2 separate regions of the Salmo salar genome follow, and region 2 is linked to region 1. Evidence: chromatin contacts called from public Hi-C data. All regions are on one chromosome and are shown on one strand. The core of a region is the stretch at or near the end of the contact, and the rest is flanking DNA. Distances in the headings are between cores, read along the strand shown. Region 1 holds the start of zc3hf (Zinc finger CCCH domain-containing protein 15). Region 2 holds the start of LOC106575066 (RNA-binding protein 45).

The links. Hi-C and Micro-C count contacts between places; a contact is called where the count stands out from the background.
Region 2: a contact with region 1 is called in a Hi-C map of gill, with 8 times the contacts expected there. The contact joins the promoter of LOC106575066 here to the promoter of zc3hf in region 1. A contact is called at or near these places in 2 of 3 Hi-C or Micro-C datasets (gill and muscle).

What each region holds. Positions count from the first base shown.
Region 1 is chrssa17:5,310,584-5,315,571 of Ssal_v3.1, forward strand. zc3hf (Zinc finger CCCH domain-containing protein 15) reads left to right here and starts at 3,401. Exons shown (of 10, transcript NM_001146374.1): 1 at 3,401-3,586; 2 at 4,205-4,300. The coding sequence starts at 3,509.
Region 2 is chrssa17:5,486,244-5,491,156 of Ssal_v3.1, forward strand. It overlaps LOC106575066 (RNA-binding protein 45), which reads right to left and starts at 2,416. Exons shown (of 12, transcript XR_006759967.1): 1 at 2,082-2,416.

The DNA of each region.
Region 1 (4,988 bases), core at 2,151-4,650:
GAGGCTAAAGTAGGCACAGGAGGAGTTTTGACCAGGATGGGAGTAGGTTTGTCTAGATGGATGCTATTGGCATCCTCAGGGAAGTTACAGATGAATACAAAGGTTTGAATCAAATATGTGAAGGCTTTAACACTACATTATTTTGGTGGTTGACAATAAATAAAAATGTGGATTGGATTAATGACTTAATATTTTACAATCAACAGAGATTCATGAATGAAACCGGGGATGCAGTAAAGAGGTTCTCTGACCAATTATCCGCCACCTCCCTCATGACCTGATAAAATAGACTGACTCTCGATATGTTACTGGTAAAAGAGGATGGTGTAGGTAGAATGATTAGGTTCATTGCTGTACATACATTCCTGATAACACAGCTCATGTTTGGGAAATGGAAAAGTGTTGTAAGAACTGTATTATGGGCTGCTTTCACCTGTATGAGTGTGTTTGCGTTGTGTGGTTGTTGTTTGGTCCCTTGTGCGAGAGGTCTCATTTCCAGAACTCTAGAGAGATCGATAACGGAGCAGATGGTGAGATAAGGACCGAGTCAAAGTTCAGACCAGTGGGACGACAAATACCTACCGCCAAGCCTGGTGGAGGATTTATTAAATTATGAGGAGCCCATGATAAGATGAGACTATCTTTAGAGTTTCCTGAATTAGTTTGATTTTGTGTGAAAATTTCTGAATCCAATAAAAATAGATGTGTTATAATGTATGTGAAATATTTAGCCAATCGGGTGGATGTAATGAAAGGTTAGACTAAAAGATTTCACTCAGAAACCTTACAACCTGTTGAAATGTATTTGAAATACAGCTATAATAATGGGTTAAAAACTATATTCCAATACTGTGTGAGTAAGACACTGTTACCAGAATCAGCAGGGCAGAGTTGATAAGACGACCTTGAGAAGGGAACAGGAGAAGAAGCCTCCCTAAATTAGGGAGAGTAACAACGGCCTGGGAACGGCTAGTGGGCAGGAGATTAGAAGACAGGTGGCAAGGTTGTTAAGGAATGTATGTGTACTGTGGGAAAAATACAGCCGCCTAAAGCTGGGTTGAGTTCTTTACTGATGTGTGTGTAACAGAGATTTGTTAACTATACTCGCACTGCACTGACAGGTATGGCTGAGCAACTAGAGGCTACCACTAGAACCGCTAGACAAAATAGATTGGAGTTGGATATGATATTGGCTAATAATGGGGGGTGTATAAAACGTTTGGTGAACAATGCTGTACTTTTATCCCTAATAACACCAGCCCTATGGTAGCATTACCAAAGCCCTACTGGGACTTGACAAGCTATCTGCTGAAATGAAGGGTGTAGCGGGGGTATACGAGGAGAATTGGCTGAATACCTTTTTTGGTAAGTACACATCTATGGTGGTTACTGGATTTCTGACCCTAGTGCTTGTGTTCTTATTATTGTTGTGTTGTGTTGCCTGTATAATCCTTTTTTGGTAAGTACACATCTATGGTGGTTACTGGATTTCTGACCCTAGTGCTTGTGTTCTTATTATTGTTGTGTTGTGTTGCCTGTATATCTTACAGAAGTTGTCAGAGCAACCGGAATGATGTCTTTGATGGAAGTGACCCCAGTGGATACTGAATCAACCTCTGGGCAAAAGACGGGTCTGTCTGAGGATGATCCTTGGTTTACTGTTGAGGAAGTGGTCGAATAAACCTTATCTAAAATGTACTCATATGTAATGTAGTGGCAGGTGGATGTGAAGGTTTTAAGTACTGGGACAAAAAGTCTGTCCCATACATGTTAGGTGTAGCCACTGTCGCAGGAAGGTCTTATTTTTCTAAGTTTTTTAATTAGTATGTTCTGAATGAATCCTGTGTACTATTTGTCTTTCCTTATGTGAAGGTTTGAAGTTCCTGGGTGGCTGGTAGTCAACCTAGTACAAGTGAGGTGTAGCCGGAAGGACTTGAGGGTTTTTTAAACTAATCATTTAATCATTAAAATGTGAATTTATAATTGTGTTGAGTGACACCCTAGGGGGTGTCAAAAGGGGGAATCTCAAAATTTCCCTGAAATTTTAAGAAATTATGTATTCACACCTATCAGGTGTGAAAAGGGGGATTGTTAGGGTTTGACCAACTATTTGTTTGCATAACCTATATAATATAACAAAGAAGCTATGCTATAATATTAAGTTTATACTCTATATGATAAGAGCATACTGCTGTGTGAGAGGAAGGGGCTCATGGGATGTTGAGTCATATGGAAAGAATGCAGATGCTGTAAATCAGGGATATGGAAGAGCTTGTTAAAAGATAAGGGCAGGATATGGGTGAAATGTATATGCAGAGGGGTGTCGGGGTTTTAGAGAACTGTGCATTGTGCAGTCACAAGATAAATCGACTGCCAAAGATAATAACTACGCCCGGCAACAGGAGGCGTCTCGAAGTTGGGACCAACCTGCACGCCAACGATAGGATGAGTAAGTTTAAACCACGCTCATCCTCCCTCTGACAGGCCAGCAGTGAGCGGGAACTATCTCTGTCAGAGTATTTAATGAAAAGCAAAGGATGTGTAACTCAGTTCTCTGTTTGCCCTGCGTGGTGACACAGCGACCCCGTATATACTAACCACATATTTACCATTCAAGTGTTTGCATTAATTAAAGTACAAAGAAATCAGAAGTTACTATGTGCTGACTATTTTGTTCTGATACCAGATTCGAATTGACGCGACCTAACACTAAGTTTGCTTTATTCACTGCTTTAGCACACTCCGCCAACCCAGATGTCCTAGCCGTGTCTGAATCCTGGCTTAGGAAGGCCACCAAAAATTCGGAAATTTTCATCCCCAATTACATTTTCCGTCAAGACAGAACTGCTAAAAGCAGCGGAATTACAATCTACTGTAGAGATAGCCTGCAGAGTTATTTCATACTATCCAGGTCTATGCCCAAACAGTTCAAGCTTCTACTTTTAAATATCCATCTCCCCAGAAATAAGTCCCTCACTGTTGCAGCTTGTTATAGACCCCCCTCAGCTCCCAGCTGTGCCCTGGACACCATGTGTGAATTGATTGCCCCCCATCTATTGTCAGAGTTCGTTACTGCTAGGTGACATAAATAAGGATATGTTTAACACCCCGGCCGTCGTACAATCTAAGCTAGATAACTCAATCCAAGATGGCGTAGCAGTGCAGATGTGTTTTTGTTCGACCTCTAGTGTACTTTTGTACATTTCATGAATTTGTACGATGTAGCCAGTAGCCACGATTTTGACTTTGTGGCTGTGGTATAGAGTGACAACCGTTGAGGAACGAGGACGTTAAACGATGGCCAAAACTCTCCAGCACAGTAGGTGTCGGTAATGCGCCATTATGTTGGATGCCAACCGCCCCAAAAAAACACCTAGGAAGAAGAATTACCACTGACATCATTCAGCGTCAACTTGGTAACAGGTTGTCACTGAGTGGCCTATTAGTACTGCATGTAGCGGTGGCTATCGTAATAGAATAATTCAAAAATATAGTTACATCATTCACTATGCCTCCGAAGAAACCAGTTCAAGCTGCCGCGGGTAGTAAAAAAACGCAAGAAAAGAAGAAGGAAAAGATCATTGAGGTGAAATCCCATTTGCGCACGAGATCCAAATTACATGGGATAATGCTAAGCTAGTTTACTAGCTACCGGTAGTTAGTTAAGTTACAGTAACGTTCAAATGTTATTTTGTGAAGCTAGTAAGTTAGACGCTAGCTAGTTATACCAAGTATTGTTGAAAGCAGAACACTTTCCAACCGTTGTATTTGCTAGGTACCAACCTAACGAACGTTAGCGTTCTTATGCTAACCCCTTTTTAAGAACGTGGTAGCTACTGGTAGCTAACTTGTGCTTGCATGATGTAGCTTGTTAGCTGCAGACAGTAGTTAGCAAAGGTTACAATCGTATTTATTCAAATTAATGTTAAGTGTAGATAAGTTGTGTGATCGTCTGGCCACGGCTTGAATGAACTGCTTAGTTAGTAGTTGTAACACAGATGAAAGGTTGGCTAGCTAGTTATCATCTATAATCTTTGTCGGTAAAGTAAGTTATCTAGTTAGTCAGGTACTGTAACTACTTAGATAGCTAGCGCCAGAAATCTTATTATTTTGTCGTTGAGGTTTCTTCTTGGTAGCCTGCCAACTAACGTTAACGTTATGTCCATTATTCAATTGCTGATATTCAATTTGTTTATCTATATAGGACAAGACATTTGGTTTGAAGAACAAAAAGGGTGGAAAACAACAGAAATTTATCAAGAATGTCTCTCAGCAAGTCAAGCAAGTTCCTGGTAGTAAGGTAAGATTGAGCAGCTAGGCCTACAGTCTTATTGTTTCTGTTAATTGTCCTAATGACCACTGGTTTGACTTGTAATTTCTACAGAGATGTTTGCCACATCAACCTAAAGCCATAATAACCCGGCTTTTGTTCATGTCTTCTCTCTAGTCAGAATGTACCCAATTCATAGACATTAATTGCTTTAGCGCCTATTGACAATAGTATCTTGTCACAGGGGGAGTTTTGTTAAGAGCCCGGCGCTTGCTGTAAACATTAACACACATCGCTTGTGGTACTGTTTTGGAAACATAACGAACATATCGTGTATATCAGCTAAGAAAAATAAACTAAATGTTGAAAAAATACACACTTTTTATATGGTTAGGGTTAGTGTTCCCACACAGCCATTTCTCCATGTTACGGCACTTGTTTATTGAAGACGGGCTTCTGTCCAAACACTTAAAAGACACACCCTCGCCCACTTACCCTCACCTTATGCCCTTGGGGAAATCCCTGTTGCCGTCTTGGAGTGGTGTCCAAATGATTAGCCAAGCAAGGGAACTTTGCAACGTAAGCCCCTCAGCCCTTGTTTTTAGTCGGCTTTGCTAGTGTACAATTATGTTCACTCTGGGGCCTGAAACTCCCAATAATTCAATTTGTGACAATTATACATCTGATAAGAAATCTGTGAAAACTTAAACAACATCAA
Region 2 (4,913 bases), core at 1,166-3,665, 170 kb after region 1:
TCCTGCTTTCAAATTTTTTTTTTTCTCAAAAAAACACATTCTGTGACGTGCTGAGTTTTTTGGCGGCATGAAGCTTTCATTAGACCAATGAAATTGCCAAATGGGTTAAGGTCAAACAACTTTTTTGTTTACTGTTTAGATTAAATTGAGCGCTCTCAAACTTCCCATCATTCTGATTACGGTAGTCATTTTGTCACCCTCATCATGGCAAAGACACAGGGAAATAAATATGATGCAGCTTTCAAGTTGAAGGCGATTGATCTGGCTGTTGGAAAAGGAAATAGAGCTGCTGCACGGGAGCTTGGTCTTAATGAGTCGATGATAAGACGTTGGAAACAGCAGCGTGAGGAATTGACTCAGTGCAAAATAAAGCTTACTGATCATTTTTTATTTTTGTTACAAGCCGTGTTTCGTTAAAGCCTATTTATTTTTGTTACAAGCCGTGTTTCGTTAAAACCTGTGTAAAGGTCATTTGTTTCAATGTACCGGTAGGCACCTGCGGCTTATAGACATGTGCAGCTTATTTATGTTCAAAATAATATTATTATTTTAATTCAGTCCTGGGAGTGCATTCTGATAAAGAACAGCAAAGGTAATCCAATTTTTCTAATAGTAATTCTGAGTTTAGTGAGCCCCAAACTTGGTGGGTGTCAAAATAGCTAGCCGTGATGGCCGAGCTATGTACTCAGAATATTGCAAAATGTGCTTTTTTTTCTTTCCACCGAACACTTCCGGTGAATTTACTAAATTACTCACGATAAACGTTCACAAAAAACATAACAATTATTTTAAGAATTATAGATACACAACTCCTTTATGCAATCGCGTTGTCCGATTTTAAAATAGCTTTTCGGTGAAAGCACATTTTGCAATATTCTGAGTACATAGCTCGCCATCACGGGCTAGCTATTTTGACACCCAAGTTTGGTACTCACCAAACTCAGATTTACTATAAGAAAAATTGGATTACCTTTGCTGTTCTTCGTCAGAATGCACTCCCAGGACTTCTACTTCAATAACAAATGTTGGTTTCGTTCCAAATAATCCATAGTTATATCCAAATAAATATCCAAATATATAAGCCCAGTCAAAACTGTTCGCTGCTCTGGCACCCCAATGGTGGAACAAGCTCCCTCACGACGCCAGGACAGCGGAGTCAATCACCACCTTCCGGAGACACCTGAAACCCCGCCTCTTTAAGGAATACCTAGGATAGGATAAAGTAATCCTTCTAACCCCCCCTTAAAAGATTTAGATGCACTATTGTAAAGTGGTTGTTCCACTGGATATCATAAAGTGAATGCACCATTTTGTAAGTCGCTCTGGATAAGAGCGTCTGCTAAATGACTTAAATGTAATGTAAATGTAATATATAACATACATATAATATACATATAACATAATATACATATAACATAATATACATATATAACATAATATAAATATTACCCTAGAATGAGTAGATGCGTCCAAACTTTTGACTGGCACACACACACCTTCCTTCTATTGTACAATCTGTGTTCCTGAGCTATTGTTTGTTTGAATTCCAGACCAGATTGAACTCAATTTGTCAGTGTCAGATTAGCCACTCATTTCGGTCATTTGTGGTATTAAAAAACATATTCAGTTAATGTCTATCATGTAAGTATTGTGGAATTGCATCCGGCCCTGGTTATTGAAAATATGTCACAGCGGTTTGATGGTACAATGGATTCTCTAGACATACATTGTTTGCGAACTATTAGATGCAACCAGGAAATGGCGGAGCGATTTCTGCATGATGCACCTTCGAGGAAAGATTTGAACGGAGAAAGCTGATCCGAGAACAGCGCTCCCTTTCTTTCCATACTTTATGAATTGACCTTCGACGAAGCACTGTGGCGACCATTTTATCTGCTTGATGTTTCGGGCAGTTGCAGGAAACGTGCATCGTTAAAACATGGGTAAAACTACATTCCATCGCTATCGGTGAACTGGGCCCAGCATGGAATCAATTAAATAAAAAAAATACTTAAGGAAATAGTTAATGTTAGAAACTTGGAGGATGAGTCCATAAAGTTTAGATTTATGTGCATGCAAACCTTAATGGGCTTCGTTCCATCTAACAGGCATTTTCCATGCATGTCCTCCATGGCGGTGCATGCTTCCGAAGACTTCGCGAATTTAACATAGGAGATCCCCTTCGATTCTTTCGTCTGTTTGTCCTTAACGACCCATACACCTTGGACCTCTCCAAATACAGAAAATTTCTCTCGAATAACATCATCTGAAACTGATCGACTTGTTACGAGAAACAAGCGACTGTTAGGAGGATTGTCAAGATTTTCAACTGATTGCTTGGATGAGTAGTCCTCCATTTTGGTTATCAAGAAATTACGTTGTGTGCGTCACAGTACATGTTTGATGCTGCGTTCACGTCAACTCGGAAACATGAACTCTGAGTTTCCCATTTGAAAGTATCAGAATCAACCAATAAGAATCTCTACGTAAATAACCTACGTTCGTTTTAACTGTACGTTCCGATTGCACGCGAACACCGCGTTTCACCGAGTGTTCCACTTGGAAAGTACTGTATCAGAACAAATCAATAGGAATCTATGCAAAAATGTAGGCACATTTTAACTTGCAGTTTCAGCCTAGTCTTGAAAGCAGTTAACTTCTGTCGCCTTTCATTATGAGAACACACATTTTCAGACTTTCGCTGACTGCATTAACTTTTGTGATCAAAGGTCATTAAGCTTTGACTGCAAATTTCTGCAGTTCCTCTTCACCAACTTCATCCTGCATTGTGGGAGGCTCTATTGTCAACCAATCATTTGTGAGTTTGTTTGTGTTACCCTTTCTATGAGCTTATAATATAAACTACAACACGAAAGGTATGGTTTACTTCATGTCAGCACATGTAACAGCAGTTTACAGCCCTTTTTTTGTGTTTCTTATTCTTCCTCTCCCCAATTCACTTAAACTATATTTATTTATTTCCCATGGGCTTCCCTAGAGTACCCCCTAGTGGCTGGAATACAACTGTATTAAGCCTTACAACACCCCTTGCAAAAACGAAATGTTGTCCCAAACATTTCACTGGCCTCAAAACAAACAGAGGATGTAAGTACTGGTCATGAGAACAACTGAGAAAATTGGCCTAACAGCCATATAACTATCTAGACATGTCCAGTCTACCTTTATGGGCAAAGACGCAACCCATACCAAACATTATCACACTGTGATTAGTAAAGGTAGATGAGAAAATATATACACATATATATATATATATATATATATATATATATATATATATATATATATATATATATTTATATACACATCTGAACATCTCTAGTTGGTATCCTGATAAGAGCTGGGCAGCCCTAAAGTGTTATAGGTTAGAATGTCTCTGGGCCTCCTCTGCCGGGCTGAACGGCGGGGAAAGGTCATTGGTGACCCCAATGAATCAGTGTCCACTTCATCATGAGATGATTGAATCTGAGCCCTCAGCTGTTTCCATATTTACCCCCATCCTCTCCTTGCTCTCTCTGAGGACTGGCTGGCACTCCTTCACAGTGAAGTTTATCAGTCTGACCCCGTTCCTCACTATTATCTGATACTAGCTGTGTGCTACTCTCTGTCTGCTCTCTTCATCCCTATGTGACCTATTGATGAAAACTGGATAAGAATCCTCATCTGAGCTCTCAGACTCAGCTCACCGCCCATTTTTCTGCTTCCCCTTGTGGAGAAGGGTTGGTTCCCTTCTCCACGGACCTCTACATGGGTGTTTCAACAGGTTCCTCAAATGGTAGGGAATTACATGACATGAGCATATTGCGATGCAGAACTCCTCTCGGGTTTGACCTCAGACAGGGCTGTCATCACCTTTCCTGGTTACCACCACATGTATTTGGTCCTCCCAGTGTGATCTTAGCTTTCCCGGCCAACCACGTTCTGACATGTTCCTCACCAGTACACGATCCCCTGAGACCAGAACCAAACTAATTTTCTTCTGATCGTAGTAGGCTTTTCCCTTTGCTGTTGATTACTCCATGTTTCTAATGATGATGTCATAGGCTTCCGCCATCTGTTGCTACCACTTCTTAGCATAATCCTGGTATGATTTCTCCTGTTCCTTTATCTGTAACCCAAAGACAAGGTCAACAAGTAGCAGTGAAGCCCTTCCAAATAGCAGGAAATATGGTGAGAACCCAATAGCATCACTGGTGGTACAGTTATATGCATGAATGACCTTGTTCAGATAATCACCCCAGTTGGCCTTTTTCTCTTCATCTAGTGTGCGCAACATTGATAACAGTGTACGGTTAAATCTCTCCACCGGATTCCCCTGTGGATGATATGGAGAGGTTCTGGAATTGGCTATTCCCGTACAGTTCTGCAAGACTCTGAATAACTGAATTTCAAACTCTCTTTTCATGATGTATTTTTGACAAAGCCAAACTTTGAGAAAAAAACATCTTAAATCTTTTTTTACTGCAGTTTTCTGACTTATTTCTGGTGGGGTAGGCTTGTGCAAATTTTGTAGTTATCTAAACTAACTAAAATATACTCATAGCCCCCTCTGCTTTCCTCCAAATGTACAGTCAATTGAAATAATCTCGAAAGGAGCTGTAGCTCGTACATGTTGCATTGGAGCCCTAGTTATTACACTGGGTTTCTTTTGTTTGATACACTTACACACTTTAGTGATAAAGTGTTCAATGTCATGTTGCATGCGCGGCCAATAAAAGCCTTCTTGTGCTAAGTTCAACACTCTTTCTGTTCCTAGATGGGCCATTTCACCGTGTCTGTAAGTACTTGTAAATCTGTGTATTATACTGACTTGGTACCAGAACTTTTGTCCTTTTTACGGTTTCCTTTGTAATAATCCATCTGGTGAGACATTGAGCCTTTTCCACTCTTGCAGT